2 separate regions of the Zea mays genome follow, and region 2 is linked to region 1. Evidence: chromatin contacts called from public Hi-C data. All regions are on one chromosome and are shown on one strand. Each heading gives the region's core, a stretch centred on a gene start, on an enhancer-like site or on the middle of the called end of the contact. The rest is flanking DNA. Distances are from core to core; before and after follow the strand shown.

Region 1 (4,016 bases), core at 748-3,247:
GTTACCGCCCTAGTGTCCACGTAATTGCTCGCCGGAGTTGATCCGCGCCGCCGTTAGGCCACCCCGCCGCGTTATGTGCCCTCTGGTGCCCCGCGCCGGCGTTAGGCCACCCCGCCGCGTTCTGCGCCCTCTGGTGCCCCCGCGCCGGCGTTGCGCCCATTACTGAGTTCGCCATGTCGCCCTGAACGTGCCCGATCTTTTCTCCAAACCCCTAGAGCCATGCCGTGGCCGTCACCCTCATCACCGGCGACCTTGCCGCCGCGGAGGAGGCAACACCGGCCACCAAGCTGTAAAGCCTCGCGCGCCCCATCACAAACGTTTGTTCCCGATCCAACGGCTCAGATCTGAGGATAGCGATTCGCGCCCGCGCGCTCTGCCCCATAAGTGGGTAAAGCTCAAGCCCAGACCTTACAAATTACAACCCATAAGTGCCAAGATCTCAAGTAGGGGCTTCTTTGATTTTTAAGGGATTTTTATTTCCAAGAGAAAATAGTTTATTCTCCTTTAAAAATAGAAATATCTTGAAAAAATAAAGTTGCTAAATAAATACTAAACAGTTGTTTGATATGGCTGGCAGCTGGTTGTAATATATAAAGAACAGACCTTTAAAGAAGGTGGGCATCTCTAGGCTTTGATGATGGGCCGTGGGTAAAGCTCAGACTCAGGGCTTACAACTCAAGTGGGGGCCTCATTAATTTTGTTCGAGTCGGACAAATCGGACCGTCCATGTGCCCTGCCCTGCCTGCCCCCATGAGGCCATGACCGTGTGCGTTTGAACTTTTACTACAGAGACACATAGACCGATTTAGCTATATTGCCTCCGCTTCAAAACTACGGTAGCCATCTGTTAATTATTTAAAATAAACTATATTATTATTATTATTATTCAAAAATTAAAAATAGATTAAACAACAACAGACATCCATTCAATTTCCCGATGAAACAAAGCTAAATTATTGAACTCGGTGACAGACTGACAGCAGTGAACACGAACAAAGCAGACACGCATCTCGATCCTCTGCTGCCTACAATTTCAAACACATGAGACGAGACAGGACGACGACTCATGTGACACTCACGCGTGCAGTGGCTCACATCACATGCATGCGATGCGAGTGATAATACACTGGAGAGCGAGGCTACTGAGCGAAGCAAACGGCTAATCAACAACAACCTAACGACAATGGCGGTTGGACACACGACGGCGACGGCGACATGAAAGAAAGCACAACACAGGTCGCGAGATGGCGCGACGACCCCATGTCCGCATCGCATCACACGTGCGGGTTGCAGTAGATGATCTTCATCTCCTGGACGTTGCGGCAGTCGCCGCTGGGCACCTGGTGCACGGAGCAGCGGCCCTGGATGGCGCAGCCGACGGCGGGGCAGCGGCCCTGCAGCGGCGAGCCGTGCGGGGTGACGGAGACCGGGACGCGCTGGCCCGGCTGCGCGTTGGGGGCCAGGTAGAAGGAGCCGCCGTCGACGCCGACGTGGAACTCCACCTGGGCGGCGTCGGGCGCGCGCAGGCGCCCCGTCCACCAGCACACGGGGAACTCGGCGTGGCTGCGCGGGTGCAGCGTGTAGGTGCCCGCGAACAGCGGCGGGCTGTTGGCCAGCGGCTCCAGCGTCAGCGTCACGTCGTGGCTGCACAGGTTCTGCACCGTCACCTTCTTGTTCTTCACGCAGTTGTCGTGCGTCAGGTCCGCGCGCGCCAGCGCCAGCACGGCCGCCGCCGCCAGGAGGAGCAGGGCCGCCGACGAGGGCTTCGGTGACGCCATCCTCTCGCTCTCTTCTACTGTTGAAGCAAGCTGCTGGTAGTAACTTCGAGTAGTAGAGTGGGTGATTAATGTTACTGCTTGGTTCGGTTCAGCCCTTGAGGGTGTGTGGTTATTTATAACCGTGGCCCGTGCCGTGCCGGTGCCCGTGCCCGTGCCCGTGCCCGTGCGAGATGCATGGGGGTCAGGGGTTTAAAACGAGAATCCCAGTAGATGGAGCCCGTGCTGCCTGTGAGCATACTCTGATATTTACAGGCAAGCTGGCATGGCTAAAGCCATCGCTACGCTACGCTACGCTACGCTCTAGACGGATCGAGAAGGGCGTAGTGGTTTTCCTTGGTTTTGTTTTTTTGGCTTGGTGCGACATGGGTTCTCTAACCTCTGCCGTGGCCTCTGGCCTCTGGCCTCCATGAGTGAGTACATGCAGTCCAGGACCATGCATGCATGCGCTGAGACGATCCACGTGGCGGAGCTACAGTTCGAGCAAGCCTGTACAATACAATAGTACAGGATAAGGATAGGACGGTAAAAAGATAAAGGAGCTACCAGCGACTTTTCTTCACTCGTAGGCTCGTAGCCTTAGACACCTCGCAAAAAGTGGATGACCAAAAGGTAAACTGATTCCATGTATAACTTAAATGCTAATTTATAACGTTAAATTATGTTTATTAAAAAGATTGTTTAAATATCCTATATTAGTTGGCTAAAAAATTATCGGTGAAATTAACTAGCTAACAAATAGTTACCTAATTATTAACTAATTTAATAAAATAGCTAATAATTGAACTATTAGCTAGAGTGTTTGGATGTCTTTAGAGCATCTCCAAGAGTTTTTCAGAAGTCTCTCCTAAATCAAGTTTTTTTTTGAAAAAACAAAAAAACGTGTCTCTAACAGTTTCCCTTGAACGCTCCCAAATTTTTCATAGCCCTTAAAACTCCCTCATTTGTAGCTACAAATGAGGGGTTTTTTGACTACCCAGAAACAAGCTGCCAATTTCTAGGGAACTCTTGAAGATCTCTTAGCTAATTTTAACTACTAACTATTATCTTTAGTGTATTCAAACATCACATAAATCCGGCTATGTTTAGTTACTTTAGTCACTAGACTAAACTTTAGAAACTGGTATTATTTATGTTAAAACTTGTTATTAAGTGTAATTTATTATTGTTTTTATTTACGCTATATTTCGTAAAACAAATGTGCCTCCCCGGTTGACGAGTAGCTCGTTCAATCATAGCTGCTTATTGACGAGTAGTAACGTTAACGTTCTGCGCCTCAAAGTTCATTTCAAACTTGTGCGGCATATATATTGTCCATGTACAAATACTATATAGCTACTCTCTAGGGTTAGCCCTAATACATAATTATTACTTCTAACATGGTATCATCAGCCTAGGTTTTCCTCCCTCCCCTACAGCCGTCGTCGCCTCCCTCTCCCCTACAGCCGCCGCCGTCGCCGCTCCTCACCATGGCTGGCGAGCAGCCTCCTCTCTCCCCCTCCACCTTCCCTCCCCTCTCCTCCTGGGCGTGGGCTGCCTCCCCTGGCTGCCGCTGCCTCTCCTGGCCGCGCGACCTCTCCTGGCCGCGCCGGCAGTGGTGCTGCCGCCGCCGCCGTGGGGGCCGCGCGGGCCCTGCCGCTGCTGCGGTCGCCGTGGGTGGGCGTGCCCCCCTGGCCCCTCCCTATCCCCTCTTAGCTGTCGTCGCTGCCTCCCCTGCGGGTGCGCAGGCTCTGGTGGCAGGGGCGTGGGGGTCCGTTCCCACCTCCCCTGCGCTCGGGCCGGCGTGGGGGGCAGGGCCCACCGACGCCGGTGGGGCCCTCACCGCTGCGGGCACCGCCTCTGCCCTTGCGGCTGTGGCGGATGCGGTTCCCGCAGGTGTTGCCGGTCCAGAGGATCCTCCCCCACCAATCCTCCTGTCGCTGGTCGTCGATCCACATCCTGTCGTCGATCAGCCGCCTCCTCCACTGGTCACCCACCAGGGATACACCGTCGCCGCCCTCACCGCTGCCCGTGCGGAGCACGCGGCGCGACAGGCCCGTTTGCGGGAAGCGGCCCTCGTGTGGGAGCTTGAGCGCGAGGCCGCCGACGCTATCGCTGCTCAGATTGCCGCGACGGAACAGATCCTCACCTCGCCTGCGGGCCATGACGGCGGGGCCACCTCCTCTGACACCATGGGCGGCATGTACGGCGTTCCGACCGCATCGACCGTTGGAACTAGGCCCTGCACCATCCCCATGGTGC
Region 2 (4,016 bases), core at 506-3,005, 260 kb before region 1:
TCTTGGGAGGCTAGACAGCAAGAAGGTCAATCCTGAGCGAGTCACGCCGACGAACAGGGCCGAAGAACAGGACCAGAGGAGGGAGAGGACAATCCTCACCGACGAACAGGGCCGAAGGAGCACCGCTGTTGACAGACTTGCAGCACGGTGGTCGTCGACCGAACCTGCTCCTGAGCGAGTCACGCCGCACGAGGGGAGGTCAGGAGGAGGAGCGCTGCGGGATCCATCTCCAGCAGGGCGTGTAAACAGTCGTGCAAAGTACTGTTTTGTACGGTAGATTGCACTATTTACAGAGTGCAGTTTGAAATAGAAAGTGAGATAGAGAGTGGAATAAGGAGTCTGCTGGAGAAAGACTAAGGAGCGGTAACGAGAAGCTACCCTCCGTATCCGGTCACAGACAGTGCAACCCAATACGGGCCGTCCCAACCAAACGCTCAATAATGGGAATGGGTCACGCTGGGAATGCATCTCAGGTTTGAAAACGACCAAACAAACAGCTCTTAATACTCCCTCCGGTCAGGTCAGCCAAAATAAGCTAGAAGCAAGTCAATCTTAGGTAGTGTTTGGTAGGAGCCAAATAGAACGGAACCGTTCTGTTCCAGTTTTAGCTGGAGGTAGTTGCATGAGAATCACCAGAAGGCAATGTGTGATAATATTGGAGGGATAATAAATAAGATATATTGGAATCACCAGTAGGAAAGATATGAGATGATAAAACAAAATGATGGTTTCACAACGGTAACGAGCAGAACTTAGGTAGCTGGATCACACACGGACGCACACATACAGGCTACTTGTAGATTATTACTTCTTCTTGTTGATGACTGTGACGGTGCCGTCCTTGTTAGCGACGATGACTGTAGTGGCCATGCCAAGAAACATGCCATGCTCGATGACGCCGGTGATCCGGAGCAGACGATCGCTGATGTCCAGCAGGTCGCCGCGGATACCGTCCTCGAAGAACATCTCCACGATGTAGTTGCCGTTGTCGGTGAGGAACGGCGCGTCCGAGTCCTCCCCATTGGCGGCGGGGACCGTCCTCAGCCTGGCGTGGAAGCCAGGCACTCCATCGAACACCTTGCGGATGAGGCCGAGCGTGTGGGGCGCGCCGAAGGGGATGACCTCGACGGGGACGGCGCCCGTGCAGCCGAGCCTCGGCACGAGCTTGGACTCGTCGACGATGACGACGAACCGATCGCCGGCGCCCTCGATCATCTTCTCCCGGAGCAGCGACCCGCCGCGGCCCTTGACGAGGTTGAGGTCCGGGTCGACCTCGTCGGCGCCGTCGATGGAGAGGCGGATGCTGGCGCCCGAGGCGGCGTCGAGCGGAAGCAGCGGGATCCCGACGCGGGCGGCGTGGGCCTCCGTCTTGAGGGAGGTGGGAACGCCGGCGACCCCGGGCAGCGCGCCCGCGCGGAGGAGGTCGCCCAGGCGGTCCAGCGCGTGCGCGGCCGTGGAACCCGTGCCCAGGCCCAGCGTCATGCCGGACTCCACGAACTCCACCGCGCGGTGCGCCGCCACGCGCTTGAGCTCGTCCTGCGTCAGATTCCCAGACGGCTGCGGAGAGGCGGCGGCGCTGCCCATGGTGAGGGGCGGTGGCGGGAGCAAGGGAGGCTTGGACCTTGGAGTGGCGGCGCGCGTATCTACAGCAGCCGCAGTTTGTGCACAAGTGCAAAACGCTTTGGATGGACGGGACTGGGGAGAAGCACGAGCGCCGAGCGGGCCGGGCCGGGCCGGCACATCCATCCGGGAATCGGGATCCGTTTTGCCCTAGCTAAAATTGGTAAATTTGGAGCAGATTAGGACAATGTTTCACAAAACCATAGCTTTACAATACCATACTTTGCGGACAATACAAAAGTTTTGGCTGGCTCTAAGAATATCATAATTTCGAGAAACATTGTTTAGGTATAACATTATAAACCATTACCATAAAAATTTTAGTTTTGAGTGAAGTTTTCAATACTTCAAAAACATCATGGTATCTAAAATATTATGATTTTAAAATATAGTTTTTAAAAGTGCAACCAAACATTTTATGGTATAAAATACTATGGCATTTTTATAAACCATAAACTTGGTATTATCTAGACTCCCTTGCGAGAAAGTTAGCTAAAGTTGTTGCTCTATTTACTATAATCAACAATAAATTGGAAATTGACATATTGAGGGTGTGTTTGGTTTGGCTTTTGCCCCATAAAAGTCAAAAGCCAAATCAAAGGGTTGGATCAAGGAAACAACTTTTTCTAAAAGCTGACTTTCTCGCAGTGCAAAACTAAAAATATCTGTGGACCTGTTTTTAGTGGCTTTCGGATGGAACTGTGAAAACATATATCGAAGAACTTTTAACGACTTTAGTGGTTTCCACCGAACGGTTTTTAGCTTTTTAACAACTCACAGCCCACAACAGCTTTTTCCACAGGTCACAGCTCACAACAACTTTTTTCACAGCCACAGCCCAACCAAACAGACCCTGAAGCTTCTATACATGATGACTATTGAAGCCACATAATGAAATATTGAAGCTTCTGTACATGATTATGATGTTGATGCCTTTTAGATATAGCTTATAATTTTCAGCGGATTGAGAGATGTTGCTTCTCAGGATTTTCTACAGCAACAATGAAGAATATCAAGCCATTCAACTGTATTCAATTGTATCATAGCACGTGTTGCTAGATGCTGACATACACATAGCTACACATTAGGAAATAACAATGAGATAAAATATATATATATATATATATATATGCCTTCTTTACCTTTACTACTATAAAGCATCAGTTTCGACGGTCGTCCTGCGTCACGCGTGAAGCCGTAGGTTTATTCCCCTCCAGCTAGCAGTGGGTCGATACACTATAGGTAGGCTGTAAAAACCATCCAAGCCCCTATTAGTGGATCATTGCCCTACTCCCAAACCCCTATTAGTGAGCCATTACCCCATAGATGGGTCGAGACCACCCAAACCGTATACAAGAGGAAGTTCCCAAAAAATCATGTGGGACTCCTTTCTCCAAGCTCTTCATCTTCATAGCTCAACTCACAAACACTTGCAACTCAGCCGCAAGTTTAATCATGTCCGCTATCGTCTAACCTCGTTATCATGTTCGCTATCATCGTAACCTCGCTACCCGCAACTGTCGTGGCCTTGGTTTCTGGCCCAACCTCACCCCTTGGATCTGATGGTCAACCTAGCACACAGGCATGAAGAGGAAGACTCGATCAGTCGATCTTCACAGTTCAAGGTTTCACCAGTTGGCTCAAAGGACGAGAAATTACGACTTTGCAAAACAAATCAGTTTAAAGCACCTGTTTTGGTCAAACTCCAAAAACTCACCCTTTTCTCATAAGATAACATTTCCCACATAAGAGAGTAGTTTTTGCAATAAGAAGGTACCTCTTTGCTATCAAGAGGGTTTTGATAAAAAGACAAGTTAAAAAGCTCAAAAACTTTTTAAAACTCTAAGTGGTGGTTGATCTAGTTGCTTTGGCCTTAAATTTCTCCCTTTTGGCATTAAGCACCAAAATGGAGAAACTAGCGGCCTAACCTCAATGCCTCACCAAAAATAGCAAATGAAGAGCAAAGGCAATGAAAAACTAAGGCAATTTGGAACAAAGTACATTGATACTGTTTATGCAGTGGAAGCTTCTTCCTTTGTCCAAATCCACCTTTTCCCTTTCAATCCTCCTTTGAGACTACATCAACTTAACTCAAACAAAACATCAGGGACCTCCCTAAAAACTGGCATGTCCCTGATGTGGTTTTCCTATCTACCTTGTACCCGAGATAATTAGAGTTTGAGTACCCAATTAGGTCAAAGGTAGACCCTTAGGATACCAGAGCCTAAAGTGAGGCATGTGAACCAAATATCTCAAAATCCGCTTCACGGGCGCAAGGTGACATTCCTTATGGTCAGATTGAAATCTAGCACACATACATACGGAAAGCATAATATTCGGTCTACTTGCACATAAATAAAGCAAGGAAGCTATCATAGACCAGTGTACCTTTTGAT

The links. A called contact is a pair of places that touch in the nucleus more often than the background predicts.
Region 2: a Hi-C map of tassel shows a contact between it and region 1, with 2.0 times the contacts expected there. The contact joins the promoter of LOC100285676 here to the promoter of LOC100276911 in region 1. A contact is called at or near these places in 3 of 25 Hi-C or Micro-C datasets (leaf, tassel and an unstated tissue).

Annotation. Positions count from the first base shown.
Region 1 is chr1:155,951,469-155,955,484 of Zm-B73-REFERENCE-NAM-5.0, reverse strand. LOC100276911 reads right to left here and starts at 1,997. Exons shown (of 1, transcript NM_001150608.2): 1 at 931-1,997. The coding sequence starts at 1,778. The coding sequence ends at 1,275.
Region 2 is chr1:156,207,322-156,211,337 of Zm-B73-REFERENCE-NAM-5.0, reverse strand. LOC100285676 (ribose-5-phosphate isomerase) reads right to left here and starts at 1,755. Exons shown (of 4, transcript NM_001358286.1): 1 at 809-1,755. The coding sequence starts at 1,746.